Regions from separate parts of the Mus musculus genome. Here all the other regions are linked to region 3. A link is a contact called in public Hi-C and HiChIP or PLAC-seq data. All regions are on one chromosome and are shown on one strand. The core of a region is the stretch at or near the end of the contact, and the rest is flanking DNA. Distances in the headings are between cores, read along the strand shown. Region 1 overlaps Me3 (malic enzyme 3, NADP(+)-dependent, mitochondrial). Region 2 overlaps Me3 (malic enzyme 3, NADP(+)-dependent, mitochondrial). Region 3 holds the start of Prss23 (protease, serine 23).

Region 1 (3,257 bases), core at 540-3,039, 200 kb after region 3:
TTGTGTTGTTTTCCTTCATCCACATTCACACTGAATGCTCACAGCCACTCTGTACAGAAGGATGTCATGTTTATAGATGACCATAGACGATTCTCAGAACAATGGAAGATTAAATAACTGTCATGGGGCAATATGCAGAGTAACCAATGAGCCATGACTTAAATGCTGGTTGTTTATCTCCTAAATTCTGACATTTCTCCCCTTAATGTACGCTGCCTCAGAGGAATAACCAGAAAGTATCCTCTCCAGGTCCTGCTAAACTAGAGAGGCATCATCTTTAGATAATCCAGAGTGTTCTCTATCATCTTTTTTCTTGTTGCTAACAAGAAACAAGAAAACTTGACATCTCCAAATTAAAAGTACAGTGGTGTAAAAGTTTCCTTCTTGTTGGTATAATGTAACCACACCTTATCTCACAAGGTAAATGAATCACCTTAGATTTGGATGCTGACTTAGTCTCATCAAGCAACGATCTGTGAAACTCTGTCTTCCTATTGGTTACAGTGAGACTTCCAGGAGCGTCTCTATGTTTGCCCAATTAAGGCAACCAATTAAGGCTCATCTTCCTCTCTCTCTCTTTGTATATAGTAATGAAGTCACCCTCTCTAGAGACATATCAGTTCCATAAAATGTTCCTTAATTTCTCCAATGGCTTTTCTCCTTGAGGACAGATTCTCTTTACATATATATCATTTTTCCAAGTTGTAGTTTGTCAGCAAAGCTCAGTGGTCATTCCAGTTTGAACTAGAGTATTGTCCCTCCCAAAAGCCTAAGAATCTAGATCTAAACTAGTGCAGTATAAGGAGTCATCATGAGCTTTTTGAACCAATTGGCAGGTTTTTTTAGAACAAAGCTAGAACCCGGACAAAACAACCTAGTGACATTCTTGATCAAGTGACCAAATTTCCATAATTCTCTTGCATATGCTGTTATGTTTTCTGTGATTGTGGTGATGAAGAGGGTGAAATAAAAAACAGAAAACATGGTCTCAGTCCCCAGAAGACTTCTTAGATCCCCTATCCACACAAGCTTGAACCATGGTGAGATTTAGCTAACAGGAAATGTGTTGGTTTGATCAGGTTACCACAACAAAATGCCACAGGCAATGTGACTTATACAACAGAAACTCATTCTTTCATATTTCGAGAAGCTAAAAGGTTACAGTGCAAGCAGGCTTGCGGGGTTCTTCTGAGCTCAGCCTCTTGGCTTGGAGATGTCCATCTTCCCACTGTGTCCTCACAAGGTCATCTCTCTGGGTTCAGTGTCTTGGCTTCCATTTCTTATAAAGAAAACAATCATATTGTTTTGAGGACTCCAATAACAACATCCATTTTACTCCTCTTTTAAGACTTCTCCAAATGCAATCTCAATCTGAAGCACTGAGAAAGGGGGATTCAACTCATGACTTTTAAGAGGATTCAATTCATCCCATAAGGGAAGGCATATGGAGAACCAGATTCGGTATTCCACATGCTAAATCTTAACACAGACTATGGCAACAGCTCTGCTATTACTGCCTAACGGTGTATAGCCTCTGCCTCTCTCCAGTCCTCCCCAGAGATGCCAGGGTCTCACTTACGTGACAATTGGACCATTTTTGCCTGCTGGATTGACTTCCCTATTGGTCATCAGCTATTGCTCAGTACACAGCTGAGGTCAAACTATAACACACCTCCACTGGCTCACCATTGCCTCCAAAGCATTACAGTTGGTGCAACTTTGCAGGGCTCATATCTATCTGGCTCAGCCTACATCCAGCCTCCCTGCCTGAAACCACTACCCTGTCATACTCACCACCCAGATAGTGACTAATCTTCCATCAGCTGGAGCTTTATACCTGTTTAGCTTCCTGTCTCATGCCTTTAGTCTAAAAGAGCTGTCTAAAAATGATACTTCAAAGGCATGTCTTCAACACACACAGAAACCCACAAAGCCCCCAAGTGATTTCTCTGTGTTCTGCAATCTCACAGCACTTGAAAATTCTGTATCTATGCTGCTCATTATCTTAAATAGCATCAATTTCTTCATATCACCTCACTGGGATGTGAGCCCCTGAGCAAAATAGCATATTCCCTTATATACCACCATAGGTGTAGGGCTAGGTGTACAAATATCCCACATCTACTAGTGCATACCTAGGAAAGAGGTGCTAAATAAAAAGGTAGAAAAACTAATAGTCTTGTCATGGTGGTGATGGCATTGCTGGTGTGTGCTGTGGTGTTCATGGGTTGCCTGATAATGTCCTTTGCAAACATGAGTCATAAACACCCTGTGGATAACATCCCTGACCTACCCACCTGAAGCAATACTTTAGTCTGCAGAAGGGCTATAAAGTGCAGCAGTTATGTTAAAATTAGATACAAGAAATCAGAGCTGGAGATAGCAGCTTAAACTGACCTCAAAAGTCACTGCATGTGTCTCTGTGGTGTAAACTGTGCACACTTCAGTGTGGTGGCAGCCTGAGCCCTAGAACAACTGAATGTACTGTAAACGTGGTAAATGAAATGCCTTATTTGTGTCATTTCCCATGAAGCAATTCAAGAAAAGAAAGCAGGAGGAAAATGTTCTATAGTGGTTAAAGGCTGAAGCAGAACAAGTTCCTGCCCGCCCATCACAGAATAATGTAAAGCTGGAGGAGAACCAAGGAGACAAATGAATGAACAAATACCTAGCCCAATGTTTGTCTCTAAATACTTCTTTTGGGCACAGAACAAAACACAGAGATGCTTTCTTTTCATTAAAACAAAATCTCAAATAAGAAAATATTATAAAAGTTGTACAAGATAGACAGACGTCAAGATAGCCAGCGACTTACACATCTCTAAGGGAATGTATCAAAGCCAAACAATTTGTATAAAATAAAATATGAGAAAAGTCTCTCTTCCAAATAATTGTGGTTCTCATCATTAGTGTCTCCTCTGAACAGTGCCACTATCAGCCATCCAGTTATGAGGCTTATTAGTTATTAGTGTCCCTTGACATTGTCCCCTTCTCTCGCCCAATCTCAAGGCTCATGTGTCACCAGGTCCTGTTCGTTTCCTTTCTCAATACACCGTATCCTTTGACTTCTCTCCATCTGGGTTCCATAGTCTGATCCCAGGATGCTATCTCACCTTATCCAGACAATTGCAGGAAACTCAGCTCATCAGCACATCCTTAGTCCCTAACAAAAATGTCCTTCATTGACATAGCCAAAGTGATCGTTGGTAGAAAAACAAATTTTTGTCTCTGCACTCTGTTGAAAACCTTCCAGAGAT
Region 2 (3,486 bases), core at 420-2,919, 250 kb after region 3:
GGGCCTGCTGTGTCTCCTAACATAATGATGTGAACTTTTCATAGTAGCCTCCTAAGCAGATGAAAATTACAATGACATTTGATATTTTCCAGTGATGAATCTGAAATTTAGCTGTGTAGACCTAAGATACTCTAACAGAAAAAAAACAAAAACAAAAACAAAAACAAAAAAAAACACGTAAGTTTAAGAACATTTAGCTTGCTCATGCATAGTTTAGAAAAGGTTCACTGTTGTGTAACCCTGGTTCCAACATTCTTCCACTGATGGTAACCGATGATGTGGAGACTTCTGTAAGTTAGTTTATATGAAATAAGAATTATACAAAATAACTTTACTTATGGAAAATTCAGTGACTATGCTGTTTATTCAGACTATTTGTGTCACATCAACATTCTTTATATTTATCCTTTCCCTGGTTGGTTACCATTTAATCCAAGGTTGTTATTTGTTTCATTTCATCATGCTGTATGGTCCAGGCTGCCCTTGCAGTCCCTGTGTAGTTTAGGCTTCAAACTCTTGATCCCCCTGCCTCCACTTCCCCAGCTGTGGAGTGCAGGTGAGCATCAAACGCCCAGCTGAAACTGTTTATACAACTGTCCCAAATAGGACTGTTCCTAATTTCTTTTTCTACATAGTTCATTGTTATTTATGGAAACATCACTGATTTTATAATTGTTTTTTATTCTTTGACCTTATTGAATTTATTCATTAATTCCAATTTGGAGATGATAATCATTAAGCATTCTTGATTAATTGATTCCTTTCTCATCATGATATAATAATCTCCTTTATCTCTTTTGCATAATTTTTGATTTATAGTCTACTTTTTCTGATGTAAGTATAAACACCATGCCTTTTTGATTTTCATTTACATGGAATTTTTTTTTTATATTCTCAGTTTCAGCTTGTTTCCTTACAAGTACAGTGAGCTTTCATAGGAAGTATATATCTGATTTCTCTATTCTTATTCATTCAGCAATTCTATAATTTTTGGTTAACAGATTTACTCCATTTACATTTAAATATAACTGGCAATGGGTAAGGACTACTACCATTTTGCTAATAGGGCATTGGCCTGTCTGACCTGAAGGTGCTGGGATTTCCTCCTTTAATGATATTTATAGTTTCAAGGCTAAACTTGGTCAAAACAACAAATTGGGTCAAATACGTCCTTTCTGATTAACCCCATCAGATGAGTAGGGTTCTTGAGACGATAGTTCCAGGCACTTTGCTGTCTCTTACATTTGCTTCTGGTGAGTAAGGTCTTTAGGATTCAAGTGGATGTGTTCCCAGTGAACTTTTGTCCTCTTGAAACTGTGTTCCACTCTCTCTTATTAAATTCCAGATTTCATGACTAATTTGCAGTGACAGCCCCAGAAATGCTTGTATGATAAATGAAAGAGGGTAGGTAGGGGCTTCCGCTTACAAATTGCTTTAAGATAAGCCTCTAACGCCTACCTTTACAATTGTCTCATAAATTCTTGCATGAAATGGATTGGGGCTTTTACAGCCTTTGTGTGGGGGCCTGTTGTTTCAGGGCGTCTCCACAGGCTGGCGAGTGCCTAGAAGCTGCAGAGATTTATGACTGAGTGGGAAAAGGTATGTGTGAGTACTTCTTCAACTTGTTTTGGAAAAGCAAGCAGAGAGGATGTTTTTCTCCATCTTGCACGGATCTGTAAACAAATGACTCACTGGCTGCATCTGAGTCAGGAAGACAGCAGTGTCAGAATCATGAGTTGATGAGTATTTGCTTCGAATATCAAAAGTTTGACTTAGAATACTTAGAAACCTTGCTTCCCAGAGACTCAGATTAACCAGCAGCCTGGAAGGAGGCAGCAAGGAGTTTATTTTATAAAGTGGAGGCATGTGTGAGCTTTTGCCACGTTCATAGCCAGGAAAGAAAGCAAACAGTATAAAGTGTGACTTCTCAGAATAAAGGGGGCCTGGATCAGTGATTATTATTTCTGGAAGAGTCAATATTGCGATAGAAAAAGGAACTCTTTTGTACCCACTCTCTCTGGGTTCCTTGGCGTATTTTAGTATTTCAAGTAATGGTTGAAACTACATTAACCTTCTCTGGTCTAATTGGAATCATCTGTGAGCAACAGAGTTGGCACTGTCAGATTCCACGCTCATTTTCTACGTGGCCTACAGTGTCTGCCATCTGTGTGGCCTTCCCTCCCTCCTGCCCACAGAGGAGGCACGTGGTGTGACAGACACACAGGACAGTCCTTCCTGGCTTCCCTCTGTGTTCAGGCTTTTTAAGAAAACCTGTGCTTGTTCAGTTTGCATACCTTCCCTACCTCCTCAGATCCTTCTTATTCAAAGAATTTGCATGGAGACATTCTTCCCCAACCCGAGGAATTCGGCTCAGCAAATTTCGGCTGCCAAATCCATCTCATAATCAACAAAGAGGTTAGAGCAATATATTACATTTGCAAAATCCAGGAAGGCCAAAAATGAATAAAAACAAAACAAAAAAACCAAACTTCTTACATTTTTTTTTCTTTCTGTCAAAAGAAGGCTGTAATCTAGACATCAGCCAGATACAGGAGGCAGAGTGGCTTCTTGCCTGCTTTTCTATACTACTCTGACTCCTTTTGGTTGTTATTCATTTAGGTGTGAGTGTAGGGATTGTGGGGGGTGTTTGTTTGTGTGCACATGTGTGCCTGTATTCATGCATGTGTGCATGTGTGTGTGTATGTTTGTTTGTGTGTATGCACATGTGCCTGCCTGCATGCACGAATGAATGCATGAGTGTGCCTACATGCATGTGTGTTTGAGTGTGTGTATGTGTGCGTGTTTCCACACACATGTGCCTGTGTATGTGCATGTATGTGTGTGTGAGTGTGTATGTGTGTATGTGTGTGTGAGTGTGTGTGTGTGTATTTGGGTACATGTAGATGTCAAATGTTGACATCGGCTGTCTTCCTCAGTTGTCGCTACCTAATTTGTAAGACAGTCTCCTTCACTGGACCTGGAGCTCAGCAATTTGGCCATGCAGCTGGCAGGCAAAGCTTCAGGAGCTGCTTGACTCTGCACTAGGGTTGCAGATGTGCATGGCCATGCCAGCTTCTACAGAACTTAATGCTGGGGATCCACATCAGGACCTCCTGTCTGTGCAGCAAGCACTTAGGAACAACAAAATAATTCTATGGTTGGAGGTCACCACAACACAAGGAACTGTATTAAAGGGACACAGCATTAAGAAGGTTGAGAACCATTCATTGCCCTAGAACAACAACCAACATCTTAGTCACCAAGACATATTTCCAGCCCCTTATTATTTGGATCTTAAGAACTATATGGGAAAGAATTCAAACAATACAGCCAAAAGAATGAGCTTTAAAAAACAACAACAACAAGCTGGGGGTGGGATTGGCAACGACATCTCAGTAGGTAAAGGTGCCAACTGCAAAAGCCTGGCAACCTGAGTTTGAGCCCCAGAGCCCACACAAGGGTGAAAAGAGAGAACAGACTCCACAA
Region 3 (3,616 bases), core at 325-2,824:
ACAGAAATGAAATCCATATTAATTACCTTGGAAGACTGCTTCCTTCCAAGGTCAGAGAAAGCATGACAAGCTGCCTACTGCCTGTTTATAATAATGGAAAATACAAGTGAAGATTTATTCATATATTTATGGCACACTCAGAAAAAAAATGAATGTAGTGCCTTCAAAAGAATCCTCGGTCTCTTTATCCCGTCCCCAATCCAGTTCTAAGAGACTCTTTAAAAATGTTCACTGAATAACACAGGCTAGCCTCAAGTTCACTGGCCTTCCCCAGCCTTCGAAGTGTTAGGATTCACAGGCATGCACTACTGTACCTCACTCCTAGGAGACTCCTAGAAAGACAGGTAATAGTTCTTTTAAACACTTTCCCCCCCCGAAACAATGTCTAACAATATCCTGATACTAATTTGCAATAGGGATTTTGGAAAAACCTAACTTCAACTATAAATCAAACTCTTCTCACAGAGCCTGATAAGGCTATTTTGTATTGACCTATCTGTCCTTAAGGCATTCGCTAGGACCTCTCAAGTTCACTTACAAGACCTGGGAGTAGCAATTTCTATACTAACCGAGATCCTGAATCATCTGGAACTTTCCACAGGCTACGGGCTGTTTCTAAATTCTCGTGGATGTCACCCAATGGACAATAAAACAAACAGGATTTTAATCAGAGGCTTTTCTCAAGGGATGCTCTGAGGGAGGTGGGAGGGAGAATCGGCTCCATTTCAGGAGGGGGTGGTATTGCTCCATCTAAACACATCTTCCTCTCTTAAAAGTTCTAGGGGAGGGCAAATCTTTTCTTTCAGTTAGCAATTTGTGATAAATGGCTACATGCTGAAGAAATATTTGCTTCCAACAACTGTTGATAGCCCAGGCATAATTTTCTAGATTTAGCACTCAGAGCAAAGTCGGCACCCAGCACAGAGCCTGATCCCAACTTGTGTTTGCTGACTTTTTCTTGCTTGTTAAGGTGTGTTCATAGTCACGTGCCAGGTTAAAAATTAATGCTCAGAGCACGATGAAGTCAGATACAGTAGGCGCAAAACTCAAAGAAAGAAAATGGTAGAGGTTACAGTGTGTGTTCGTGGGGGAGAGCCTACCTTGACCTCTCCAGGGACACCTTGCCATACACAGCTCCACTTGACCCCTAGACAACACCTTGCATCCAAGACAGCGCTTTCAAAACCTTCTTTTCCCCATCCACTTTAAGAGAGACACTGAGTGAATCCAAACGCTGTACAGAGCCGGTGTCCGGGGAGGGAGGCTCTTTCAGGCTCTTGTCCTAAGCCCAGAGTCTGTGCGGAAGCCACGGCAAACTCCCCGGTGTTACCCGCAGCCACCCCACCCCGCGCGCACCCGACTCTTTGTCCGGCTCCGGCACACGCCTGGTCCTTCGGACCCAGCGGGAGACGCCGGGTCCCCGCATCGCACTCACCCGCGTGGAGCAGCCCGCCGGGGCCGCGGCCGTGCGCCGCTCAGACAGGTGTGGGCGCCCGGAGGACGCGCGCGGCTCCCATGCCTGCTCCGCAGAGTGGCCGAGTGCGAGCCTGAGGTCCAGCAGAGCCTGCAGCACCCGGTCCGCCCCCCATCCCCTCCCCTTCGCCTCCCGGGCCCTCCCGCCCCGCCCCCAGCCGCGAGCCGCGCAGCCCGCCGGCCGTCGCCTCCCCTTCCCCTAGCCGCCTGCCTCCAGCCAGCGTCACCCTGCTATTCAGAGGTCCAGAACCCTCGGGCCCCGCGCAGGTGGGTCTCCGCAGCGCGTCACCACCAGCGGGTCCCCGTACTCGATGCCCCTGCACCGTGTCCGATGAACGGCTCCTACCAGTGACTCTTGCACTCTCCCGCTCTAGACAACTTCACACCAAGTTCTAGGGGTCTACATTGCCCAGAGTCTGCTAAAGCAATGCTCCAGAGTGGGCGGTCCCTTCCAACCTTCCAGTCCTCCAGCACCCCGGGTGCGTGGAGCGCCGCTAGGCAAGTTTGCAAAGCAGAATTCAAACTTGTAAGCTCCTCACCCGTGCGCATTCTGTGCGCCTTGAATAGTGACGACCGAGCTCCTTTCCACCTTAGTTCCTCCTCTAGCGCTTCTAGAGTGTACCTCAGTTTGTAATCCAGAGGCAGGCTACCGAGGTTGCAGGCCCTGCAGTTCAGCTGCTAGCATACTGGGTCCCAGAGCACAGCAAGGGATCGCGGACTTGGCAGCTTCCCAGGGGTTGACTGGTGACGCCCCCGGCCTGGTCTTTACTGGGGCACCAGGGCACCAGCTGGTGGAGCCACCTCCTAGCTTATGGTGCCTGTTTCCCTAAATCACTGGAGAAGTCCACACCTGGGGGACTGAGTCAGCCTGGTGACCTCACTATTTAAATATCTAATGCTATATAGTCTTAGTAGTCTCTTAAGACTATCCACACATCCATTTCTGTGAACCAACCCTTCATGCAGGTCATGGAGATGAAAAGGGTGGAGCTGTGGATTTCCCCTCAGGACTGGAGGACTGGAGAGGCCTAATCTTGCTAGCAGTCAGACAGCTCCTGAACAGTAGGACAAAATTTTGCAGAGGTCGTTTTCTTCTCTCCTCCTCCTCCTCCTCCTCCTCCTCCTCCTCCTCCTCCTCCTCCTCTCCCTCCTCCTCCTCTCCCTCCTCCTCCTCCTCCTCCTCTCCCTCCTTCTCCTCCTTCTCCTCCTCCTCCTGCTCCTCCTCCTCCTCCTCTTCCTCCTCCTCCTCCTCCTCCTCCTCCTCCTCTTCCTCCTCCTTCTTTTTTCTCCTGTCAATCCCAGAGTAGCCTTCCTTTTTTCCTGTCAAAGCTTGCCCTCAGAAAGGGAGGGCCTGACATCCTATTCCACACCAGGATGTTAGTGACATGTCCAGTGAGCTAGTGTTTGCCTTGCCTTTAAATAGGAAAGCCCTGAACACATTGTTGAGTAGTGTTTCTCAAACATAAAGGAAACTAGTATTGTCCACCACGTTAAAGGCAAAACCTTCTTAGACCTCCCCTGTCTTAGCTTACATTTTCTTTTTAAACAATCCATTAATGTGAGTGTATACATAAAGCTAGGTGAAAACTTAAACGTTTGAACAACTCAAGAATAAAACTCAAACTGATCGAATACAAAGATTCTCTTCCGGAACAGTAAAATTTAGGGTTTCTCTCAGTCAGTTCTCCACAGTGCTTCCACTCCTGTGGTCTGTGCAAGGCCCTAAAACACTCTGTTCTCTCACTTCTTGTTCTTCCCAGCTCTCTTTCTTGTTAACATAACTGTGAAAGTGGTAATTTCCTAGGGCCAAAGCTTAGCACATAAAAACCAGATTAACTCTTGGTGATTTGAATGAGATGTTTCCCATAGTCTCTGGCATTTAAAATACTTGGTCCCCAGTTGGTGGTGGTGTTTAGGTAGGCTTGGGAGGTGTGGCCTCGACTCAGGAAGTGTGTCACTGGGGGTGGGCTTTGAGGTTTCAGAGGCTGGCACCATTCCCAGTTCACCTTCTCTGTTTTGTGCTTGGGATTTAAGGTCTGAGCTCTCAGCCTCCTGCTTGCCATGTCTTGCCTCCATGGACTCTGACCCTCTCACACTGTAAGCTGGAATAAACTCTTCTCTAAGTTGCCTTGGCCATGTGGTA

The links. Hi-C and Micro-C count contacts between places; a contact is called where the count stands out from the background. HiChIP or PLAC-seq counts read pairs in DNA pulled down with a chosen protein or histone mark.
Region 1: a FOXA1 HiChIP or PLAC-seq map of pancreatic cancer cells shows a contact between it and region 3. The contact joins the enhancer-like site here to the promoter of Prss23 in region 3. A contact is called at or near these places in 2 of 39 promoter capture datasets (the 3T3-L1 cell line and liver), 5 of 484 Hi-C or Micro-C datasets (the 3T3-L1 cell line, 3T3-L1-derived adipocytes, embryonic fibroblasts and 2 more), 4 of 115 datasets of contacts at active chromatin or transcription factors (embryonic stem cells, pancreatic cancer cells and stem cell-derived neural progenitor cells) and 4 of 9 other capture datasets (adipose tissue, embryonic stem cells, liver and 1 more).
Region 2: a Hi-C map of uterus shows a contact between it and region 3, with 4 times the contacts expected there. The contact joins the enhancer-like site here to the promoter of Prss23 in region 3. A contact is called at or near these places in 4 of 39 promoter capture datasets (the C10 cell line, cranial neural crest, liver and 1 more), 7 of 484 Hi-C or Micro-C datasets (the MC3T3-E1 cell line, adipose-derived mesenchymal stem cells, cerebellum and 4 more), 17 of 115 datasets of contacts at active chromatin or transcription factors (the NIH/3T3 cell line, cardiomyocytes, craniofacial prominence and 10 more) and 4 of 9 other capture datasets (adipose tissue, embryonic stem cells, liver and 1 more).

The regions. Positions count from the first base shown.
Region 1 is chr7:89,710,997-89,714,253 of GRCm38.p6, forward strand. The region is part of intron 1 of Me3 (malic enzyme 3, NADP(+)-dependent, mitochondrial); the gene reads left to right. Among named protein-coding and RNA genes, the nearest start is that of Me3, 80 kb to the left of the region's middle. Within about 2 kb of position 1,790, at least 15 of the 459 cell types and tissues checked have an H3K27ac peak or open chromatin away from gene starts, as enhancers often do. A contact at or near this core is called in pancreatic cancer cells, where this site is marked.
Region 2 is chr7:89,767,977-89,771,462 of GRCm38.p6, forward strand. All of the region lies in intron 3 of Me3 (malic enzyme 3, NADP(+)-dependent, mitochondrial), which reads left to right. Among named protein-coding and RNA genes, the nearest start is that of Ccdc81, 130 kb to the right of the region's middle. Within about 2 kb of position 1,670, at least 71 of the 459 cell types and tissues checked have an H3K27ac peak or open chromatin away from gene starts, as enhancers often do. A contact at or near this core is called in the NIH/3T3 cell line, adipose tissue, cerebellum and 4 more, where this site is marked.
Region 3 is chr7:89,516,012-89,519,627 of GRCm38.p6, forward strand. It overlaps Prss23 (protease, serine 23), which reads right to left and starts at 1,575. Exons shown (of 2, transcript NM_029614.4): 1 at 1,436-1,575.